Linked DNA regions of Anser cygnoides: region 1 is linked to region 2. The links are chromatin contacts, called in public Hi-C maps. All regions are on one chromosome and are shown on one strand. The core of a region is the stretch at or near the end of the contact, and the rest is flanking DNA. Distances in the headings are between cores, read along the strand shown. Region 1 overlaps TNK2 (tyrosine kinase non receptor 2). Region 2 holds the start of PCYT1A (phosphate cytidylyltransferase 1A, choline).

Evidence for each region. A called contact is a pair of places that touch in the nucleus more often than the background predicts.
Region 1: a contact with region 2 is called in a Hi-C map of liver, with 3 times the contacts expected there. The contact joins the enhancer-like site here to the promoter of PCYT1A in region 2. A contact is called at or near these places in 2 of 7 Hi-C or Micro-C datasets (blood and liver).

The regions. Positions count from the first base shown.
Region 1 is chr9:16,554,788-16,559,585 of Taihu_goose_T2T_genome, reverse strand. It overlaps TNK2 (tyrosine kinase non receptor 2), which reads right to left. Exons shown (of 17, transcript XM_067002063.1): 12 at 2,224-2,315; 13 at 1,610-1,654; 14 at 1-850. Among named protein-coding and RNA genes, the nearest start is that of MUC4, 9.2 kb to the left of the region's middle. Within about 2 kb of position 2,380, at least 1 of the 3 cell types and tissues checked has open chromatin away from gene starts, as enhancers often do. A contact at or near this core is called in liver, where this site is marked.
Region 2 is chr9:16,485,975-16,490,983 of Taihu_goose_T2T_genome, reverse strand. It overlaps PCYT1A (phosphate cytidylyltransferase 1A, choline), which reads right to left and starts at 3,686. Exons shown (of 9, transcript XM_048076771.2): 1 at 3,529-3,686.

The DNA.
Region 1 (4,798 bases), core at 1,131-3,630, 70 kb before region 2:
GTGGGCTGCGACAGCGGGTCCCGGGGGGGAATCTGGGGCGGCCGGTCCTCCTCGCCCCCCGAGGCCGGGGACAGCTCCCCCGACCAGCGCCCGGGCTCGTTGCGGCGCAGGGGCCGGGGCGGGATGGGGACGCGGGGAGGGATTTGGGGTTTGTCATCTGCCGGGCAGGCGGCCGGCCCCCGGGGCACGTTGAACCTCTTCATGCACTCCTGCTGCAGCTCCTCGAAGATCTCGGTGGTCTGCGTCAGGCTGGGCTGCTTGGCCTCCTTGGGGGGCAGGAAGAGGTTGTCCTCCAGCCCCGCCGCCCGCTCGCCCTCGTCCACGAAGCCGTAGTTGGTCTCGCCCCGCTCGCGCGCCCTGGGCAGCCCGGCACGGCTGCCCCGCCGCCCGGGGGGGCTGTTGATGGAGCACACCTCGAAGTCGTCCTCGTCCTGCGCCACGTCGTCGTAGGCGGGCGGCGGGGGCAAGGGCCGCGCGTCCCAGTCCACCACCGGCGTGGGGTGGAGGGGTCGGGGCAGGGCTCGCGTGGGGCTCTGCGGGGGGGTCTTGTCCAGCAGCGAGAAGGCCTCCATGGCCAGCTTGGCGAGGGAGGGGGCCGTCAGCTCCCCCACGGGCGAGGGGCTGGCGGGGGGCACCTCCTCCCCGAAGTCGATGAGGGTCACCTCGCCGCTCCCCGGTCCCTCGCTGGGCGGCCGGCCGGGCTGCCGCTCGCCCACCTTGGTGCCGGGCACGCGGGCAGAGGGCTTGGCCAGCCGCAGACCCTTCCCCGGGCCCGGCTTCTTCAGGCAGAGTTTTCGGAAGCCAGACGACAGGCCCTCGTCCTCCTCGCTGACCGGGTCGTAGGAGGGCTCTAGGATGCAAGGGAGAAGGCGGTGAGGGTCCCATCGCGTCACCCACCAACACCCCCAACTCCCGTCCCCAGGTGGGGACAACCCTCCTTGGGAATGACTCCAGATCCCAACTGCCCTCCTTCCCGAAGCCGCGGCGAGACCCCAGCATACAGGAAGCTCCCCCAAACCCATGGCACGGCAGCCTCAGCTCCACCACTCCGTGCCTCCTCGCCCCACTCCCACCTTGGCCACAGCAATGCTTGCCTTCCTGGGGCAGGATCCGGGGAGGGGGACGGGGGGTTGCACCCGAGGTGCCCCTGCCCTTCCCCACCCCCTGGGACCCTGCCCTGTCTCCCCCTTGCTCCACGGCCACCCCAGCGCATGCCACGCTGCAGCCATGCCCGGTCCAGCGGCACCCGGGTCAGTACCGGAGGCGGGTGGCCCCTCGGAGCGGTTAGTCCCCGCCGGTCCCTCCAGGGAAGACGTGCGAGGAGGGGGACAAGCCTGGAGATGCCCAGGGGCAGGCAGCACGGGCGGCACCATCTCCCCGGGGACGCCTGCCCCGGGTTTGGAGGGCTGGGGACGCGTTCCTCCGCGGGGAGCAGAGCCGCGCTGTCACCCGCGGGTGCCCGGCGGTGCCCGTGCGTGCCGGCGAGGGCCGGGGGCTGCCCCGGCTGAGAAGCGCACAGCACGCCCCGAGTACCTTGGAAGAAAGGAGCTAAGAGAGAAGAGAGGGGGGCACGAGCAGGGCTGGCGGCTCCCAGAACAGCCCGACTTACTCGTAAGCAGGATTGAAGGCTGAGGCGGGCGCGGAGGCGGCTGCCCTGCAGGAGAAGAGAGAGCCCGAGAGCAGGGGAGGCGCAGGGGGAGCGCGGGGAGCAAGCGGCAGCCGGGGCGGTTGTTAGCGGGGGCGCGGTGCATGCTTCGTACCCCCTCCAGCCGCTGCTGGCCGGGAGCAGATGCTGGTGGCCCCCCCCCCCCCCCAGCTCCCCCCGGATTGCAGATTTAGGGGGTTGGTGGCACTCGCGCTGTGTCTGACCTCCCTCCCCGCCCGGGGACGTCGCGGCTCCGACTGCGCCGAGCCGATCTCCCCCGCAACGGGGAGCCCTGCCCCGGGAGGGGACGAGGGGCCCGGCCGAAGGCCAGCGGGGCAGAGTCCAGCCTGGCGGGGCTGGGCAGAGCCGCCCACACCGCTGGCACGCGCCGTCACCCCGGCTCCCTGCCACCCGGGGCTGCAGCAAGCGAGTGGCAGCAGAGAGACAGAGCGGAGGGGACGGAGGGACAGATCCTGCCCGTCACCCAGGTGAAAGGGCGCAGCTCCCGGCGCAGAGAGAAGGGACTTTGCGCAGCTGACGGGCTGGAGGCAGGGGGTGCAGGGGGAAAAGCTGCTTACTTTTAGCCCTTCCTGGAAGCTGGGTGGGTCTGGCAGCAGTCAGGTCCACACCTAAAATGTCAGGAGGGTCCATGGGATTTCCCAGGTACAGCCTGCGGGGAGAGAGAAGAGCGCCGCGGGGGCTCAGCGGGGCGCTGCGCAGGGCCCCCGCACTCCCCACGCTTGCAGCACGTGCTCGGGCGCACGTTCAGCACACCCCCGCCTACGGTGGGGGGCTGCTGGGGGGCGAGAGGAGGAAAAACCTGCCCCTTGCTATGAGTTGGGGACACGGGGAAGACCCCACAGCCCCTCCACCAAGCACCGTGCCCCGCAGGGAGATCCACATCCCGCTGCGAGCGCCGTCCCCGTGACTGCTGGCTGCCCGGGGATGCACCCCGAGAGGCTTTTCCCTCCAGGGCACAGCCCCCCGGTGCCATCCCGGTGCCACCCATCCCCTCCCCGGCTCCGACACCCATCGGTGCACAACGTGCCACGCACACGAGGCACGGAGAGCCGCGGTGCCGCACCGGGGTGCTCGGGGGTGCCGCGTGCGCCCGGGGCACGGCGGGAGCAGCGCGGCGGGAGGCCCGGGCGAGCCGTCGCAAGCCAGGCGTGGTGAGGCAGGGAGCCGGCGGAGCCCCAAGGCCTGGGCGTGTGCCGGGCTCGGTGCGTTCTCCGCGGCCCGGACGGCACGTACCCAGGGCGCGTGCCCACGCAGCGGGGCGCGGGGAGGCCTGCCGGGGCACGAGGCGCGCACGCGCGGCGATGAAACGCTCCGGGGGGGCCGCCGGGACACGGCCCCGTGGGGACGGGGGCAGAATGGGATCGAGAGTACCAGCGGGGCCGTATCGGGCCGGGGTGCCCAACGGCCACGGGGATCGCCGGCCCATGGGATGCGGTGAGACGGGCGCGGGAGCTGGCTCGGCCCAGCGGGAGCTTTCCAGGCTTTGAAATCGTACCCTGCCCCCCCCCAAGCAGCCCTCCCACGGCCCCCCCAGCCCCAGCGCTGGCAGAGAGCCGCCGTGACCCCGCAGCAAGCCAGCGCACCCTGCCCACAGCTTCCTGGGCGCTGCGGCACCCCGGGGTGCGGGGTCCTGGCACCCAGCTCCTGCCAGGACACGCTGCACGATGCCCGGCCCCCCCTTTTTTCTTTTTTTTTAATATATATATTTTGCTTTTTAAGAGGACACACGCTGTTAAAAGCACGCGGCCAGGCTGCACGCTCACACCGACTCCCCTCCAAGCACACGATGCCCCAGGACACCCCAAAAACGTCGGCAGCCACCTCTGGGGGGACATTTCCCCCGTCCCTATGCAGCAGGGGTGCTGCGAAGCACCGAGGGGCCACGAGGCTGGGACGAGGGGCTCCGTGCCCAGCCTGGCCCCACACCCCATCACGAGCAGCCCCACCAGCACAGCTCCGCGGCCCCCAAGCTCCCCCCCATGCAGCGCCCGACCCCGTTAGTGAGAAGAGGCGAGGGAGTTAGTCAAGCTGCGGGGACCCTGCCAGGAGCCACCAGCCCCAGCACACCAGGGAGGAAGAGGAGTGTTTTTTTTTTTTTAAAGGGAGGAAAGCCAAGCTGTGGCTGGCTCCCGTGAAGGCGGGGAGGGGGGGGGGAGGCAGCGGGGTGCAGAGAAGACAGAAAGTTTCTTACTCATCAATTTTATCGGGAAACCCCCAGCACTGCTGCGGGTTGGTGTCTCCATGGCCTGTGTGGATGAAGCTGTTTTTAAGCGGCTGGCTGATGTCGTGGGCCGACAGCCCCGCCACCGAGGTCACCGTGTTTCGGGGGAACTGGCCCACTTTTAGGGTCCGCTTATTCTGACCCCGCCACCAGTAATTCTCGGCCCTGAGGAACAAAAAGGACCTTCGTTACGGACGGCGTGGGAGGACGGCGAGACCCCCCCGGGGGTGGCGGTGGGAGCGGGGCACGCGCCCTGCCCCGGTGACACGGGAGGAGGCGAAGTGACTCACCCGGGGTCACGCAGGCAGGCGGTGGCACGGCCAGGGAGGGTGCCCCGGATCCTAACCCCGCACCCGTGGCGCGCTCTGCCCCCCACCCCGCGCCCCGGGAAGGGGTCAGGATCCGACCCGCTGGGGATGCGGGGGATGAGGAACGGAGCTCCCTAAAGGACGTGCCCCTTCCGAGCCCCGGGTGGCGCAGGACGTGCGGGAGCCGTGGGGTGGGTGACACCCGCGTCCCACGCCACCAGGGGCAGCACAAGCACCGTGCATGGGACCGAGCAGCTTGGGCGCTGCTGTCCAACCCCAAATATCCCAGCCCCCATGGGGGGAATTGAGGGGACCACGGTGAGGGACGCGGGGCTGCGGGGTCTCCCTTGCTTCCTTCCTACGTCATGGTGGAGCCCTGCGTGGGGTGAGCCTCCTGCAAGCAGGCTGGCGTGGGCAGGGGGACCTGAGCAGAGAAACCCCCTGGGGCCACCCCAGGGCAGGAGCAGCCAGGGGGGGACACGGCCACCAGCAGGGGTGGGACAGGGCAGCGGCAGAGCCCTGCCTCGGCGGGGGACAAACACAGCTAGGGGACCCCAGGAGGGCACCCCGAGCAGCACCCCCAGCCTCTCCCCATCCCGCACC
Region 2 (5,009 bases), core at 2,437-4,936:
CTGCGAAAGGGAGCTGGCAAGAAGCAGATTTAGGGGTTGGGCTTACTTGAATCCAAGTTAAGGAACGTCCCCAGGTAAGGAGTCAAATGCACTTTAATAGCACGCGAGCACAACTCTCCCCACCTAGCACCAACCAGGCGGTACCCTACAAGCAGGTGTAGGGCCAAGTGCCTCCGGTGCGGTGCTACCTGCGGGTACGTACCCCAGGCTGCTCTGTTAGACCTAACGCAGGGCACTAAGACCACAAAAAGAGGATCTTTAGGTGAGCGGGAAGCCAAAAAACACTGGGGAAAGCCAACAGTCCTGTCGGAAACCGCCCGGTTCACCTAAAAGCAGCACAGTTCTGTTTCTGGTGGAAGCAACCTTAACGTTGATGGGAAGAGTGGGGGAAAACAGCTGTAGGTTTTCTCGACTACCTGTCCGGTGGATGGCACGCAAGCGCTCTCCCTGCCCTGATGTTACAGGCTAGACCGTGCTGAAGGAGCCTCTGCAGAGTCTGGAGAGCTTGGCTGGGCACCTCAGGAGTGACGCAGCTCTGTTAATTACTCAAATTAATGCAGAAATTAAGCAGTAATTTTACCTCTTCGGGGCTCTAAAACCTTTACCCTGTGGCTAGCGCGTTTCCGGGAACTCCTCCCAGCACCAGTTATTAATGAAAATAACTGGGAACAAGTTGTTTTGGAAAACAAGCCATACCTTACTGCGATAAAGCTCCTGCTCTTAGAGCAATTGTTTTTGACCCAAAGGACTAAAATAGCACCCTAAACAATTACTTCCTAACAATGGGATGCAGCATCTGTAGCTGAGCTGAACACATGAGCACGCATCTTTGCCTCCCCAAATGAGTAAAACACTGCCTGTTCTCAAATTAATTACACTTGCAGCAGATGGGGAGCGGGGAAGGAAAGATAGCTCTGAAAGCTTATTCTGAAAAACTCCACGACAAAGAACTGGCATCACCAGAAGAAACGGCCCTGTTGTAAAACATTAACACTGTTCCACTTTGCCTAACGCATCAACCTCTTGCAGAACCGAATCCGTGCTCGACATGACAAAGCGCTCTCTAGGAGCAAAGCTAACAAGTGCCCTATCAGGGAAGGCCCAAGGGGCAAATCCCAGCCTCTGCGCCACTTTACAGAACGCGTGGGGCCTTGCTTCCGAAACTCATCTCTTCGGTGTGCACCCTGCATCAAGGAAGTGCCCTCCATCACCCGCCTGCTGGCTCACCCCGAGCTGAGAGCTGCATGGGCTCTGCCAGGAGGAGCCGACTACGAAGCTCAGGGCATTTCCCACAGGAACGCAGCCACTTCTTGCGGGGGAGAAAGGACAGGCATTGAGCAGCACAAGGAAAATTAATTTTTTTTTCCCCTTAGCGCGAGTTAACTAATCATCATCTGAGCTGGAATTTCACCACAGCACCTGTGGCATACGGACAAGGTCCCAGAATTGGTGCAGCAAATCCTGTTGCTTACCAAAGCCTTACCTCAGGGACTGCTCCTTCCTGGGCAGCACTGATGTTTTGTTTAGCCCCCAGTGTAGGCATTCACAGTGTCGCAGGACCCTGCCTCGCGTGACACCACAGAAACAGAGCAGATATTCCTGCATCCCCAGCCCACTGACGGAACGGGGACCTGACTCATCTGCATTCTTTGTGTTTCGAGACTCGAGGGATTTCTCGAAGAATATTACGATTTGCAAATCTACGTGCAGCAGCAGGATTTCTCCTGCCGCTTCTGCTGCGTCCTGCTTGCAGATTCACACAACAAGGCAAAATAAAACCTGCTACTTAAACTCGAAACACGTACGGAACAAGAGGTGGCTGCCACAACCCCGTAAGCGCTCCAGCCCCGAGCTGTTGCATTTACCAGCAGAGGTGAAGGTCAGCAGGAGGCCGGCACACCGGGACACCGAGCCCCCGGCTCCGCAGCCTGCTCGCACGCTCCCGTCGCCCGCTGAACTCGGAAGGCGTTGTTAGCACGGTCAGATGTGACTGTCATGTGCTGCTCTGCCTACAAGATGATTCCACTATACAGAAGGCAAGCTATTTCTCTTCTGCTGACTCATCTGTAGGCAAATACTACTAAACTTTGCACTCTGGCAGCTGTCCGCGGCGAAGAATTGCCCTGACACATGGAAGGCACGAAGCGACAGCCTCAGGGAGAAGGAAGAGGTCCTGTCACCTCAGACAATTCCCCTGCCAGGCTGCAAAGCGCCCAACCTACCCTGCATTCCTCAGCCATGGGGAGAACAGACCTTGTATTCTGCTCTCCATCTCCAGCCCCCAATTTGTGATTAATCTCACTGGTATGCATCTCTGTAGAGATCCGCTGGAGACAGGAAGGCTCAGAAGAAGTTAATGACAAGGCTCATCACATACTCCTCTAGATACTGATGAAAGGCTGTTTACAAGACGGGGGTTAACCCGTACGTAATTACTGGGAGAGATCAGGATCTCTCTTCAGTCGGTGTTTAAAAATCTTGCCCAATCTCCACGCCAACCTCATTCACAGCCCAGCCTTGCCCAGTGCCCCAGACCGAGGGCACCGGCACAAAAAGCGAGTGGAAACGGCCCAGACTGCGGCTGTCCCCGCGCTCGGTGCCTGCTCTGCTCCAAGCCCTCCAGCCCCTCGCAAAGGTTCGGCGGGGTCTGGCACACACAGAGCCCTGCCCACACTCAAAACACGGGCTGCTTCGGCTGCTTGCGATGTGTTAGCAGCCACACGCAGATCTGGTACCAGCACTCTGCGGTCAGTGGAAGGATGCCGGGCGCCACCCGAGCCCCAAAGGCTCGAGGTGATTCTCCCCACCGCCGCCACGGCTGAGCAGGGTGCTGTGTGATCACCGAGGCTGTGCTGCTATGAGGTATAAAAAAATAAAGGAATTGCCGGCAGGACCTTTTCGGTGAATTCGCAGCCCTGCTGGGCACACCGTAACCTGGGGCACCGAGCGCCCCGGCACGCAACAAGGTCTCTGCTGTGGTTTGCAGGAGCAGGTTTCTGGAGCATATCGCAGGTTTGGGGCTTGCTCAGGGGCCGTAATGTACAAGGACGGGCGGTCGTTCTGCCTGGCTTTCGGGTTGCTCCTCGTGTTTTAGGGTCCGCCAGCAGCGCCTACTGAGAGCTGGGTGCCAGCCTCCCTCAGGAGGGCTGCCCATCGCCACCAAGCCCCCCAGCCGCCTTCAGGGCTCACCCTGCGGTAACACCGAGACCATTACAACCCCCCCGAGACCACTGCAACCCCCTCCTCGCGCTAGGAACCTGCCAACCCATAAATTTTCCTAACCCTGCGATTACCCTCCGCTAAGCACCGCGCAGGCATTCACAACACGTCTCACCACCAAACCCAGCGGCCACCCTCCGACCAACCCCCCCCTTTCGGACCGTGCCCTGTCCGAACCGCTGCCCCCCCCCGGTCCCTAATTCCGACCCCATTAACCCGCCCGCCCCCCCGGCTGCGGGGCGAGCACCGCCCGGTGCAGCCCCCCCGGGGCCCTCCCGGTGCGGGTCCCGCTCCCCCGTCCCCCCCTACCTTCACCCGGTGCCGGAGCCCTGGAGCCGGAGCCTGCCGGTGCCGGTGCCGGTCCCGCCCCGCTGCCGCCAACGGGGCGCGGGCGGAGCCGCCGCGCAGGGCCCGGGCCGCAGGAAGGGACCGGCGGCGCCTCGGGAAACCGCGGCCCGAAGCCGCGTTCCGGGCCCGCAGCGTCCCCGCCGCCTCCCTCCGGGCCCCGGCTGCTCCTCGGCCGGCCGAGGCGGAGGGGTCGGGGCGGGGGTGCCGCAGGGTTTGGCCGCTGGGTGACAAGGTCAGCGGGTGGCTGGGGTGTGCGGGAGAACGCCGCGGCCCGCAGCCTCGCTACGGCAGGGCAAGCATCGAGGATAAATGGTGCAAGTTATCGGGGGGGTACTGCGTCCCGGGACCGGCTGCAGGACCCCCGGTGCTCGCCCTAAAGGCTGACAGGGACCAGGCTGTGTTGTTCGCAGCCCCTTGGTTTTTCTTCAGGGGAAACACTACCCCTTACCCTGCTGCTGTTACGGGTAACTGGAGTTACCAGACTTAGACCTGTGCTTTGTGCAATGCCTTTGTGAAGCAGGTGTTAAAAACCTCCAAAACCAGAACACCCGCAGTGCAAAAAAAATCATGATTTAATTACTGTGACTTGATAAAAACATCAATACAAGTCTGAGGGTATATATAATCTCTCAGTGAATTTTTTTAATGGGTTGTTTCACTGTTTTCCAAAGCTTGTGGACTCTCAGGTTCACACACACTTAGTGGTGCCATTACATCCTCGGCAGCTCATTTAACGTGTCACAGATACAAAGACATCAGGGAAGCCACCACCTATTTCCCATCAGAGGTAAATTAGATGAAGCTGCTTTCACACAAACCTATTACAGAAATAGCAGCGTACTTGTTTCAGGATTGTAGACAGAAGAGTGATTCTAGAAGATGAACCATAATTTTTGACTTCTCTGCTAAAAGATGCACGGGCAGTGTGTGTTCTGCTCTAACAGTTGGTGAGGGTGGGATTCAGGATTCACCGTGCTAAGCTTTAGCACTGCAAGAACCATTCATGCAGTTGAAATTGTTCAGCTATGCTTCTTCCTCAGTCAGCACAGAGAGAGAACGGGCATCACAAGAGAGCAACTCCTCCTGTCTTACACTGGGCATTTCAGATGCATTCCAGTAGCACCCATCTCTCAGGAACCAACCTCATCCTCTAACTTTTGGGGAGATAAGAGATTTTGGAGCTCCTTTTCTGATTTACAGCAGCCTTTTCTATTGTTCCTTTCAAGGCTCGAGTCCTAACAATTTTGGTCTCCAAATATCCAACTGCGTATCCTGAAACAGTTACAGAAAGGCAAAGATTGAGAAAGCACTGCAATATCTATTGAATTGGGCACTGAGCAATGATTATTCAACATTTCCACAGGTGCCAAATTGCACAGAACCAACGAGGAGATACAGCTGGAAGTTTGGGCACTTGGTGGGGTGTGCAGGCTACTGCCTTG